Regions from separate parts of the Ovis aries genome. Here region 2 is linked to region 1. Evidence: chromatin contacts called from public Hi-C data. All regions are on one chromosome and are shown on one strand. The core of a region is the stretch at or near the end of the contact, and the rest is flanking DNA. Distances in the headings are between cores, read along the strand shown. Region 1 overlaps LOC105604982 (a long non-coding RNA gene). Region 2 has its middle 27 kb from the start of DDIT4.

What was found. Hi-C and Micro-C count contacts between places; a contact is called where the count stands out from the background.
Region 2: a contact with region 1 is called in a Hi-C map of skin fibroblasts, with 4 times the contacts expected there. The contact joins two enhancer-like sites. A contact is called at or near these places in 6 of 16 Hi-C or Micro-C datasets (blood, muscle, omental adipose tissue and 3 more).

Annotation. Positions count from the first base shown.
Region 1 is chr25:27,537,528-27,542,561 of ARS-UI_Ramb_v3.0, reverse strand. The region is part of intron 1 of LOC105604982 (a long non-coding RNA gene); the gene reads left to right. Among named protein-coding and RNA genes, the nearest start is that of ASCC1, 17 kb to the right of the region's middle. Within about 2 kb of position 2,846, at least 19 of the 54 cell types and tissues checked have an H3K27ac peak or open chromatin away from gene starts, as enhancers often do. A contact at or near this core is called in muscle, where this site is marked.
Region 2 is chr25:27,584,598-27,590,047 of ARS-UI_Ramb_v3.0, reverse strand. No RefSeq gene overlaps it. Among named protein-coding and RNA genes, the nearest start is that of DDIT4, 27 kb to the right of the region's middle. Within about 2 kb of position 1,972, at least 19 of the 54 cell types and tissues checked have an H3K27ac peak or open chromatin away from gene starts, as enhancers often do. A contact at or near this core is called in muscle, where this site is marked.

The DNA.
Region 1 (5,034 bases), core at 1,597-4,096:
TGATAGAGATTCGACTGGGTGCTTCCCAGACTTGTCCAAGCTCAGAGATCCCCTTCTTAGAGAAGGAACTTCCCAAAGCCAGCACTACTGCTACTCTGGGGAAGTAAGCACAAAGCTTGCAGCTCCCAAAGACCTGGGGTCTAGTCTTAATTTTGCCAATTTGCTGTGCAACCCTGTGCAAGTCACTTTTTCACTTGAGACTTCAATATCCTCGTTTATAAAAGGAGAGGGTTTGGTTAGATACTGTTGCTGTTACAGGTGTAATTGTGTCCCTCCTCAAAGTTTATATATTGAAGTCCTAACCCCAGTGACTTGGCGTGTGACCTTATTTGCAGATGTTGTTTAGTCACTAAGTCATGTCCGACTCTTCGCATGCCCATGGACTGTAGCCTCCCAGGCTCCTCTGTCCATGGGAATCTCCTGGCAAGAATACTGGAGTGGGTTGCCATTTCCTTCTCCAGAGGATCTTCCTGACCCAAGGATCAAACCCACATCTTCTGCCTTGGCAGAAGTGTTCTTTATCACTGAGCCACTTGGAGATAGAACCTGAAAAAAGGTAATCAAGTTAAAATGAGGTCAGTAGGGTAAGCCCTCATCTAAGATGATGACTGGCATCCTTAAAGAAAAGGGAGATTTGATACAGAGACGTGCATAGAGCAATGATGATGTAAAGAGACACTGAGAGGAGGTGATCATGTATAAGCCAAGGAGAGAGGCCTAAAATAGATACTTTCCCTCATAGCCTCCAGCAGGAACCAACCACAGTGAACCAACCATGGTGGCATCTTGATCTTGGGCTTCCAGACTTCAAAACTATGAGCTAATTAAGTTTCTGTTGTTTAAGCTACCCAGTCTGTGTACTTTGTTATGGCAGCCCTAGCCCAAAGGAATACAGTTGCCAAGGGGCCAGAGGCCCCTTCAGCTCTTAGACTATGGGATTCTTTCCTGCCATCCCTTCCTTGGTGGCTTCCTCTGCCCCACATAGCCTTTCTGCTATCCTCTCCCCCCGTAAGTAAATGGCATCATGTGTCTGACTTAGCACAGTGCCCCACATATAGTAATTCCTCACTACATATTAACCATGATGAACGTTCTTCGAGTCTCCAGTGCCTGGATATGACCTGTACCTACCCCGAGAGCCTGTGTGCCAAATGAGAGGTGTGGGTGCTGAGCCTGGGCCCTCATGGTTACTCATTCTCCTGCCTTCATTCCTGAAGCCTTTCCTATCCCCCTTAGCAGCTTTTTTTTTTAATTTTTGAAAACATTAATTTATTTATTTGGCTGCACTGGGTCTTAGTTTGTGACACGCAGGATCTTTTCAGTTACAGCATGTGGAATCTCATTCTTTGACCAGAGATTGAAGCAGGCCCCCTGCGTTGGGAGCACAGAGTCTTAGCCACTGCACAACCAGGGGAGTCCTCCTCCCCTTGGCAGCTTTTCAACTGAGGAGTATTAGAGTGATACCTTCTAGGAGCCGAACTCTTTTTTTTCATGGAAAGTTCATTTTGGCCACAGAGCCAGTAGGACTCAAAAGAGACTGCGAAAGCTCAGGCTGGATGATGGTTCCTCTGTTCTTAGATTCAATGATTCCCCGGGGTCATGAAGAGGTGTAGAAGTCTTGAGGTTGAGCCTCTGCTTTCATATTTGCCCAATGAGGACGCCCGCTGGTTGGCAGCAGAGTAAGGCTTAACTACGGGTGCAGCCAGGGCTTGCGCTCCCAGACAGCCCAATGCTGCCTTCCTCCTTGGGTATCCCTCCCCGCTTCTGCTGCTTCTATAGCTCTGCTCTCAGAATGAACTCTCCTCTGTACTGAGAGATGGCATGGGGATGAGGTCTTGCTTTCTTCCTGGCTCCTAAGTCTATAGGTTTCTGGAGGCAACAGCACCTGGGTCCTCCAGCTGCCATCTCAGGCAGGCTGGGAGACTGTGATTTTCCTTTTCATGATCAGGAGTGCTTTCAAAAAGCACTCTAGCCTTGAGCATTGAATCAGTATCACAGAATGAGCCTTGAGTCTTCTCTGGGCAATGACACTGTTCCAGGATAGACGGTCCTAGGTTGTCCTCTAGGCAATATGTTGGAGAGCTAAGTTACCGTGACTTCATAGGATATTCCAGACTTACTGTATTTTGGAGAGTGCAGAAAGTTAAGTGGGTAGAATCTGACTCCAACAACCCCCAAGCATGAACTTTAGGTTTGCTAAACAGATGAAATGCCCATGCTTGTGTGGTTTATATGCCTGGAGATTTCTGAGAAAAGGAGAGGGAGAGAGGGTGTGGGAGTTTACTTCAGGCCTTCAGGGCCAGGCAAGGAAGGAGGAGAAACCAGTCCAGAGGGAACAACATCTCTCAGCATTGTCCATATACTTTAAATTTGATCCCTTCAGACCGCCTCTTATCCTGGTTTGGCTCAGAGCCCAGAAGGGAGGTTCCTTCGGTAATTCTGAGCTTGGAACATCTGCCTTCCCCTAAAAGTAAGTAAATAAGTACAAATCTGTCAATGCTTTGTTTCTCAGCCAGAGCAGCAGTACTGTGAACAGTATTGCCTAGTGGCTGGTAGAGATCACTTCGATGCCTTATGCCAGCCTAAGGGGCTTAACCTTCCAGGCCCTGAGGAGCCTGCATCCTGAGTTATTCATTGTGAAGGGCAGGATTCTTGGTCTCTTTCTTAGGTGTACCCTGGCCTTGTCAGAGAAATGCTGTCTTGATGGAAAGTAGAGCATGGCTCAAAACAGTCTGGTTCTTGCTTCCTTCTCCTGAGAGGGCACACCCCTCCTCAGTTTACAGGCTCAGCTCCAGCCACACCAGATGACTTTCGGAGTTCCACGAACGCAGCCCTGCCTATGTGCGTGCTAGTCCCTGTACTTGGAACGCTTCTCTGGCATCTTCCCCTCTAACCCCGACTGACCAGTCCGCTCAGGCCCAGGCTCACCTTCCCTAGGAAGATTTCCTTGTCATCTCCCCTTCCTTCCCACCACCAAGCCCTCTTGGCTTCCACAGCACCTCGTATAGACCAGAGTCATGGAGTTATGGTGCTGTATAGATTCCATGTTTCTGCTTACTTGTCTGCTTTTTTCACTGGTCCACGTGTTTTGTCAACAGGCTGCAGGAGAGTTACATGAAACCCCCAATTATAGACCTGCTGGCTCCCAGGAATCATGCTAGCGCGTCTGTACTTTTATTAAGCTTAATTCTGAGGCCCAGCTAGGTTTGGGAACGATTGCCCCTTCTTTGTATTTCTGTTGCCTTACATATTACCAGAGACAATAGTAGGCCTTTGAGAAATGTCTGACCCTTCTAATCTCTCTCTGGCAGCCTCTTCTTGTTTTCACTCCTTTCCCTCAGTAGCCTCAGACCAACCATCTGCTTTCCCTCTTGTGCTTACCGTGTAACCACCAACTATGCATTTTTTTTTTTTTTTCTATTCCTACTGCCAGGCTGCTAAGAGCTCCTGGTATACTTCTCCAATGACTGGTGCCATGGCAAATTTAGGGACTTGAACTGCAAATGGCCCCTGAATGTGCTTGGCAGTCTGACCCTGGTCAACTCCTTCCCATTCTTCACAGGGACCATTCCCAATCCCACTGTTCCCGCCTCCTCCTGCCACAGGCCACAGACCAACTTGCCTCCTGCATCACAGAGAAAATAGGAGACTTCTGATAGGAACTCCCTCAACTTCCTGCCACCTCACCTGCATTTACCCACATCAGCACTACCCTTTCACCCTCCTTCCTTTCTAATAATCGCTCCACCTGGGCTCTGGACCCCATCCCTCCCACTTGCAAGGGACCTCACACCCTCAATTATGCCTTCTTTCTGGCCTCTCCCAAAAACAAATGTCTTCACTGTGTTTCTTCCTGTAACTGTCACCCTCCCTGACCTTCATTTTTGCTTCCCCTTACCACTTAACTTCTTAAAAGTGTTGCCTAGATTTGGCCTCACATTTTCGCCTTCCACTCACTCTCCCAGCCACAGCAGACTGGCTCTGCCTCCACTGTACCACTTAGGTGGCTGCTCTTGAGACAAGGTCACCAACAAGCTCCTTGGTAAAGTCCAAAGGCCTTCTTCACCCCTGTCACTTAACTGCTTGGCTACCCCAGATACTGATGTTTGCAGCAGCCCCCTTCTTAAAATGTCCTTTCCTGGTTGCCTTGATGCCATATTCCTCATTTTTCAGTTATTTCTGGTGACTTCCTGCCAGTTGCTTTCCTGGGCTCCTCCTCCTCTGAGAAGGTTCCAATTCTCTTCTCACTGTGGGTTTTCTGCCTGGGCAGTGCCATTCGTGCCTACCTTTGGCTGCATATCTCTAGTCTGGAGAGTCCCAAATCTAACTCTAGCCTAGATCACTCTCCTGAGCTATAGACAGAAAGTCACCTGCCAGATATCTCCTTGAATCCATATCTCTCCCTGTATCCCTGTCTCAGTGAATAGAATCCCGTCCATCAGCTATTTAGACACGAAACCCAGGTGTCCTACTTGAATTCTCCAAGTCTGACGAGTCACCAGGTCCCACAGAGGCTATTCCTTAACTCTCAGTTAAAATCTATCCTCTTGTCTCCACATTTTTAAGGTTTCAGTTAGGTGTCCCCTGGATTTCCATGACAGCTCCCAAAAGGATCTGGGTCTTATCACTGCTAATTTGCACTGTTCCTTGCAGCAGCTGCTGCTGCTGCTAAGTCGCTTCAGTCCTGCCCGACTCTGTGCAACCCCATAGACGGCAGCCCACCAGGCTCCCCAATCCCTGGGATTCTCCAGGCAAGAACACTGGAGTGGGTTGCCATTGCCTTCTCCTTCCTTGCAGCTAAGATTTCTAAAGTGAAACCAGATCTTGTCATTCCCCTACTTCAACCCCTTTAAGGGTTCCCCACTGTCCTCTAGTTGAAGTTCAGATTCCTTATCAAAACCCATCCGGTCCAGTTTTGTCTCATCTCTTGCCTTTATAAATCATCCATAACAAAGCAACCACAGCCCCACAGAAGCACAATGCCCTTCCTCACTCTTGGGCCTTTGCATATTTTGTACCTTCCATCTAGAAAGT
Region 2 (5,450 bases), core at 723-3,222, 48 kb before region 1:
ACACATGGTGTTCATACGATTCTGTCCTTGTTCATGCTGTTCCCTCTGCCCAGAATGCTCTTCCCTACACTCCTCAAATGATTGGCTCCTGGCATAGATCTCCGCTGAAATGTCACCACCCCAGAGAGGCCTTCCCCAGTGTCCAGGAAAGCAGGGGCTCTGGCTCTGATAGTCCCTTCAGCACCTCCTTACCTCCTCAGCTCTTTGCACCTTGGGATTAGAAGTTTGTCTCTCCACTGGACTGAAAGATCTATGATTGGGAGACCGTGTACACTTTCTTTATCTCTGTATATCCAGCATTTACCAAGATGCCTGGCACATAGTCAGGGGTTAATAAATATTTGTGTGAAGGAAGAAAGGGTGGATGACTGATTAGCAAAAACACTGAGAACAACCTACATGTCCATCAGTAGGGGATTGCTGTTGTAAATGATGGCATGGTGGGATACTAGGCAGCCATTAGATGGATATAAACCCACATGGAAAAATGTTCCTGGTGTCTCGAGAAGTAAAGAAAGGAAGTTGGTTCCTTTCTAATTAAAAATGTCAGAGCATGACATTTTTAAAATGTCAGGAGCATGTATATAAAGGCACAGATATGTCTGTAAACATAAGAAAGTCAACAGCATACACCAACCGAAGTACCCCTGAGGAGCAGGATACAGACATTGTCACGGTTTATTTTCTATGTAGTACTTTGCTTAGACATCACCTCCTCTGAGAACCCTTCTGATGGTGCCTTTGTGTTGGAGGAGCTGCCTTGGAGTGTGTAGGCAGGTGCTCCAAAGCAAGGCCTTGGTGTTCCTTCCTCGGAGTCCATCCAGAGGCCATTGAGTGCATGCAGGCAGCTGGGACAGGGGACAGCAGCTCCCCTGGGTGCGTGAGTTTGTCCACGTGCAGGTGAAAGCAGAGCTGCTGAGGACAAAGAGCAGACTATCTCTACCCGCCAGGTGACATTGCTGCAGGCGGCCTTGGGCTATCAGAAGAGTTCCACAATGTGACGGGAAGCCTGGCCTCCGTGCAGGTCTGGACCCAGCCGGCTCAACTGCAGATTTGAGACAGTCAGCTTCGGCTGTGGGAGGTGCACAGGGCAGCCCCTCACTGTCCGCTGGGCGCCTCTGAGAGGGGTGAGATGCAGCTCGGTGAAAACAGAAGGACCCCTGCAGCCTGCCCGCTTGCCTCTGTCCCACAGTGACTGTCCCGTGAGGCCTGAGACCGCACAGTCCAGACCAACGGGGCCAGGGGAGAGGAAGGAAGAGCGGCCAAGGGCTCAGGGTCAGATGTCTGCGTTTCTATTCCCACGGGTGCCGCTCATTATGCTTGTCAGGAAACGGAAAAGAGCGCAGACCTTCGCCTCCACTTTGTTTCGGATCTCAACCCAGTCTCTCTTCCCCTTGCCTGTCTTAGAAAAGGTTTCCCATCTGGACAGTCACGGGGTGGTGCAGGCGTGGGCCCTCCCTCTGGACTCCCCTAGTTCCCAGTGGTTTCCTGTTCACACCTACCAACCCTGTGACCCGGGACAAATGGCGTTGCCTCCTGTGCCTCGGTTTCCCCACTAAATTAGGCAACGCCTGGGAAGTGTTTAAAATGGGCCTCATACCTGCAGGTGCATCTGTTACTATTTGTGTAAGCTGTCTTACACAAAAACAAATTGTCTACCTGTCTGTCTGGGGGTAATAACAATACCTATTTCACTGAGCTGTTGTTAGGATTAAGTTAGATAATGCATGTCAGGTGCTTGGTGTGTTCAGCGTTTACTTGTTTTACTAAAGATAATAAGATGGGAATGGGATGCCGGGAGTGGGGTGGGGGGATTAGCATGGTGGCTGCTAGTGATATCCCAGGAATGGCGTGCAGGACCTCTGGTGGCCCAGGAAGTCATGTTGGTTCAATGGTGTTGTTATTGTGCTGGGTGTTGCTGAGTCGTCTGGTTAGTCAACTGCCTGTTCCCTCAGACCCATTTAAACCAGCTCCATCTGGCCTAACTTTCCCAACGCACCATCCTGGCAGCTGTCACAGGCCCAGAGCACTGGGCAAAGTGTCAGGCCTGCTGCAAAATATGTTGGAACTTTATCTGACCCCTGGCTCCTGTCCCATCCAGAAATACATTGGCTGAAACTTGCAGCCAAGCTCAAACAAGCCTGGGGGTTGGAGGGGGAGGCGGTTCTGAATCACAAACCAGCTATTCCCCACACCCTCCATCTTTGTTGGCCCCCTTTTTATTTGCACAGTTCTACTGATTAATGCTGTTCCTAGTTATGAAACAGTTTTTAAAACCAAAGGTTTAAAAAAATAAAATAAATAAATAAATAAAACCAAAGGTTTAATCCTGAACCCTGGATTTGCAGATAAGGGGAAGAGGACTGTCCCCTGCAAACTCAGAGAAGTTCATTGCTGAATTTTCCTCTTTTTCTTCTTTCACTGTTCATTTGCAGTCACCTTTCTGGAGGCCAGGATGATCCTCTAGGCCACTGTCTGGAAATCCCCAGAAAGAGGCTGTGACAATGGCAGCGCTGGCAACCATGGTGGGCTGGCACCTGGCCAGCTTTGGAGAGGGTGGTGCTAAGTCTGGGAGTCTCCACCTCAGTCAAGGTCTGGTGGAGCCTGTGTCCCTGCACCCCCAATCCAGTCTTTGCAACTCCCTCTAGGGGCCTCCCAGGCAAGTGTAGCAGGCCCCCAGGCCAGGAGGCCTTCCTTCAGGTGCTCCTAAGAGTAAGTCTTAGAATTAATCTCAGTCTTAGAATAAAAGGAATTCCAGGAGCACCCCACCCCAAGCATGCATTTGGGCTTTCAGAGAGCTGGCTCACTAGAGAAAGGAAATGAAGAAAGGGAACGTCAGTGTGGTATGGTTCAAAGAGTTCTAGATACTAGGTTAATTTTCAAGAGCTCCAAAATTTCCCATTACACTGGTCATACTGTCAAGACCCTAAACTTCACAGATTTGAAATTCATCAGATTCAGAATTTTTGAAAAATCAGCCTTGTCAAATTTGAGTATGGACTGGATATGAGATGATACTATGGAACTATTGGTTTTCTCAGTGTGCTTATATAGGAAAACAGTCTGTTCCTAGGGAAAGTCAAAATCACTCAGTCATGTCCTGCTTGCGACCCCATGGACTGTAGCCCGCCAGGCTCCTCTGTCCATGGAATCCTCCAGGCAAGAATACTGGAGCGGGTAGCCATTCCCTTCTCCAGGGGATCCTCCCAACCCAGGGACTGAACCCAGGTCTACCCACATTGCAGGTGGATTCTTTACCGTCTGAACCACCAGGGAAGCCCAGGAATACTTGAGTGGGTAGCCTATCCCTTCTCCCCCAGATCTTCCCAACCCAGGAATCAAACTGGTGTCTCCTGCACTGCAGGCAGATTCTATACCAGCTGAGCTACCAGGGAAGCCCTCATTCCTAGGAAATTCATGGCTAAATATTTGGGGCTAAAATATCATGATGCCAGCAACTTCTTTTCAAGTGGTTCACTAAAAAAGCTTGCTACAGATAAAGCAAATCCTGCAAGAGGTTAACAATCATTGCATTTAAGTGGAAGGTACGTAGGTGTCTATTGTGCCATTCTTGCAGGATTTCTATTTGTGTGAAGACTTTCTCCCTAAAATCTTAAAGGGAAAAAATTTAAATAAAATAAGCTATCCACGTGCAAAACAAGACAGTGTGTCATTCTGCCGGCTCTAGCTGAATTTTACCTCTTCTCTGAGGACAGAAATAGTAGAAACAAGATGGCATCCAGGATTGCAGAGTTGAGCCAACCAAAGAGAACCAGTTATTTTTAAAGAGTTTATTAAGTACTTGTCTGGAAACAGTACTGGTCGTTAAAAATCCTTTTAGTTCATGGCCAGTGGAGGACTCATTGTGGAAAATGGGAGATTTCAGCCCTTTTAGCTTATTGGCACCAGATTTAACACAAATCAGGAAACACATTTTGAAGACTTGCTGTGAGCACGGCCCTGAAACATCACCAGAGGTGTTTTTCCCCTGCCTGCAGTCTGATACTGCGTGCAGGGTAGCCATAATTTTTCACTGTGGTTTTTATGGGCTGAATTGTGTCCCCCACAAAACTCCTATGTTGAAGTCTTCATCCTCAGTACCTCAGAATGTGAACTTATTCAAGAATAGGATCATTGCAGATGTCTTTAGTTAAGATCCACCCAACAGGGTGGATTCGATCCAATCTGACTGGTGCCCTTATAAAAAGGGGAAATTTGGGCACACGAAGAGAGCCACATATACACAGACAGAACAACTTGTGAAGATAAAGCAGAGACGGGAGGGCTGCTTCTCCAAGCCAAGGAATGCCAGAGCTTGCCTGCAAACCATCAGAAGCTAGGAGTGAAGCAGGGACTAGATTCTTCTTCAGAGCCTTCGGGTGTCAGCATTACTGAGAACTTTATTTCAGATTTCTAGCCTCCAAAACTGTGAGACAGTACATCTCTGTTGTTTAGGCCACCTAGTTTGCGATTATTTGTTATGGCAGCCCTAATCAACTAACACAGTAGAAAAATGAACATACCATAAAATTTGCTATATTAACCGTTTTTAAAGTATGCACTGAATTAAAGACATTCACGTTATTGGGCCACCATTTTTTTATTTTTAGCTAGGGAAAAACCCAAGACTGTGGGAAAGTTGGAAACCCTAGTTCCATATCTGCTTCTGCTTAGCTGAGTGACCTAGTTCATCATGTGCGCAATAAAGAGACAGGCAGACTACTTCCTGCTCTGATACTATCATTGCACATATGTGGAGAAATTATAATAGCTCACAGCTTAGTGAGCAATTATTATGTTCCAGGACCATCCTAAGGGCTTTACAAGGCTTATCTCTTTTAGTAATTACAATAACTTTATCAGGGAGGTATCATTAGTCCCATTTTACAAATTGGGAAACTGAGCCTCAAAAAGACTAAAAAGATTAACTGAGCCTCGGTTTTGGCAGCCCTGGGATTTGAATGAAGGTAATAACCACCACTGTGCCTACTGCCTTCTAGCTCTTTTGGCCACAGTGGCCTGGGAGGAAGTGAAAAACAGAAGGTACTGATTGGATTGAAACATAGTCTATGTTTTTGCCAAATCAGCCAACTGCTCTAGAGCCCCACTTGCACAGTGGTTACCAACCCACCCAGCTCTCTCCTGTCCCTCCTTGTGTTCTGGAGGGACTCTGAAGAATCCAGGAAATCTAAATTCAAACTTGGCTTTCCAGGTCATTCTGAAGGTATAATATTTTGACAGCTTCTTAGCTTGACTTACACATGTTGGATATCGATACATGTAGTATATGGGTTTCCATTTGTGTTCTTTCCAGTGCCCCAAATGACAGAGGCAGCCTGGTTACCATGGTTCCCCTGAGCCAATGGATCTCCAGTGGCCTTCCAGTGGTGGCCAGAGCTTGAGAGTCTCTCACAGTCAAATGGAGAAGCCACAACCTTTGAGCAAGGACC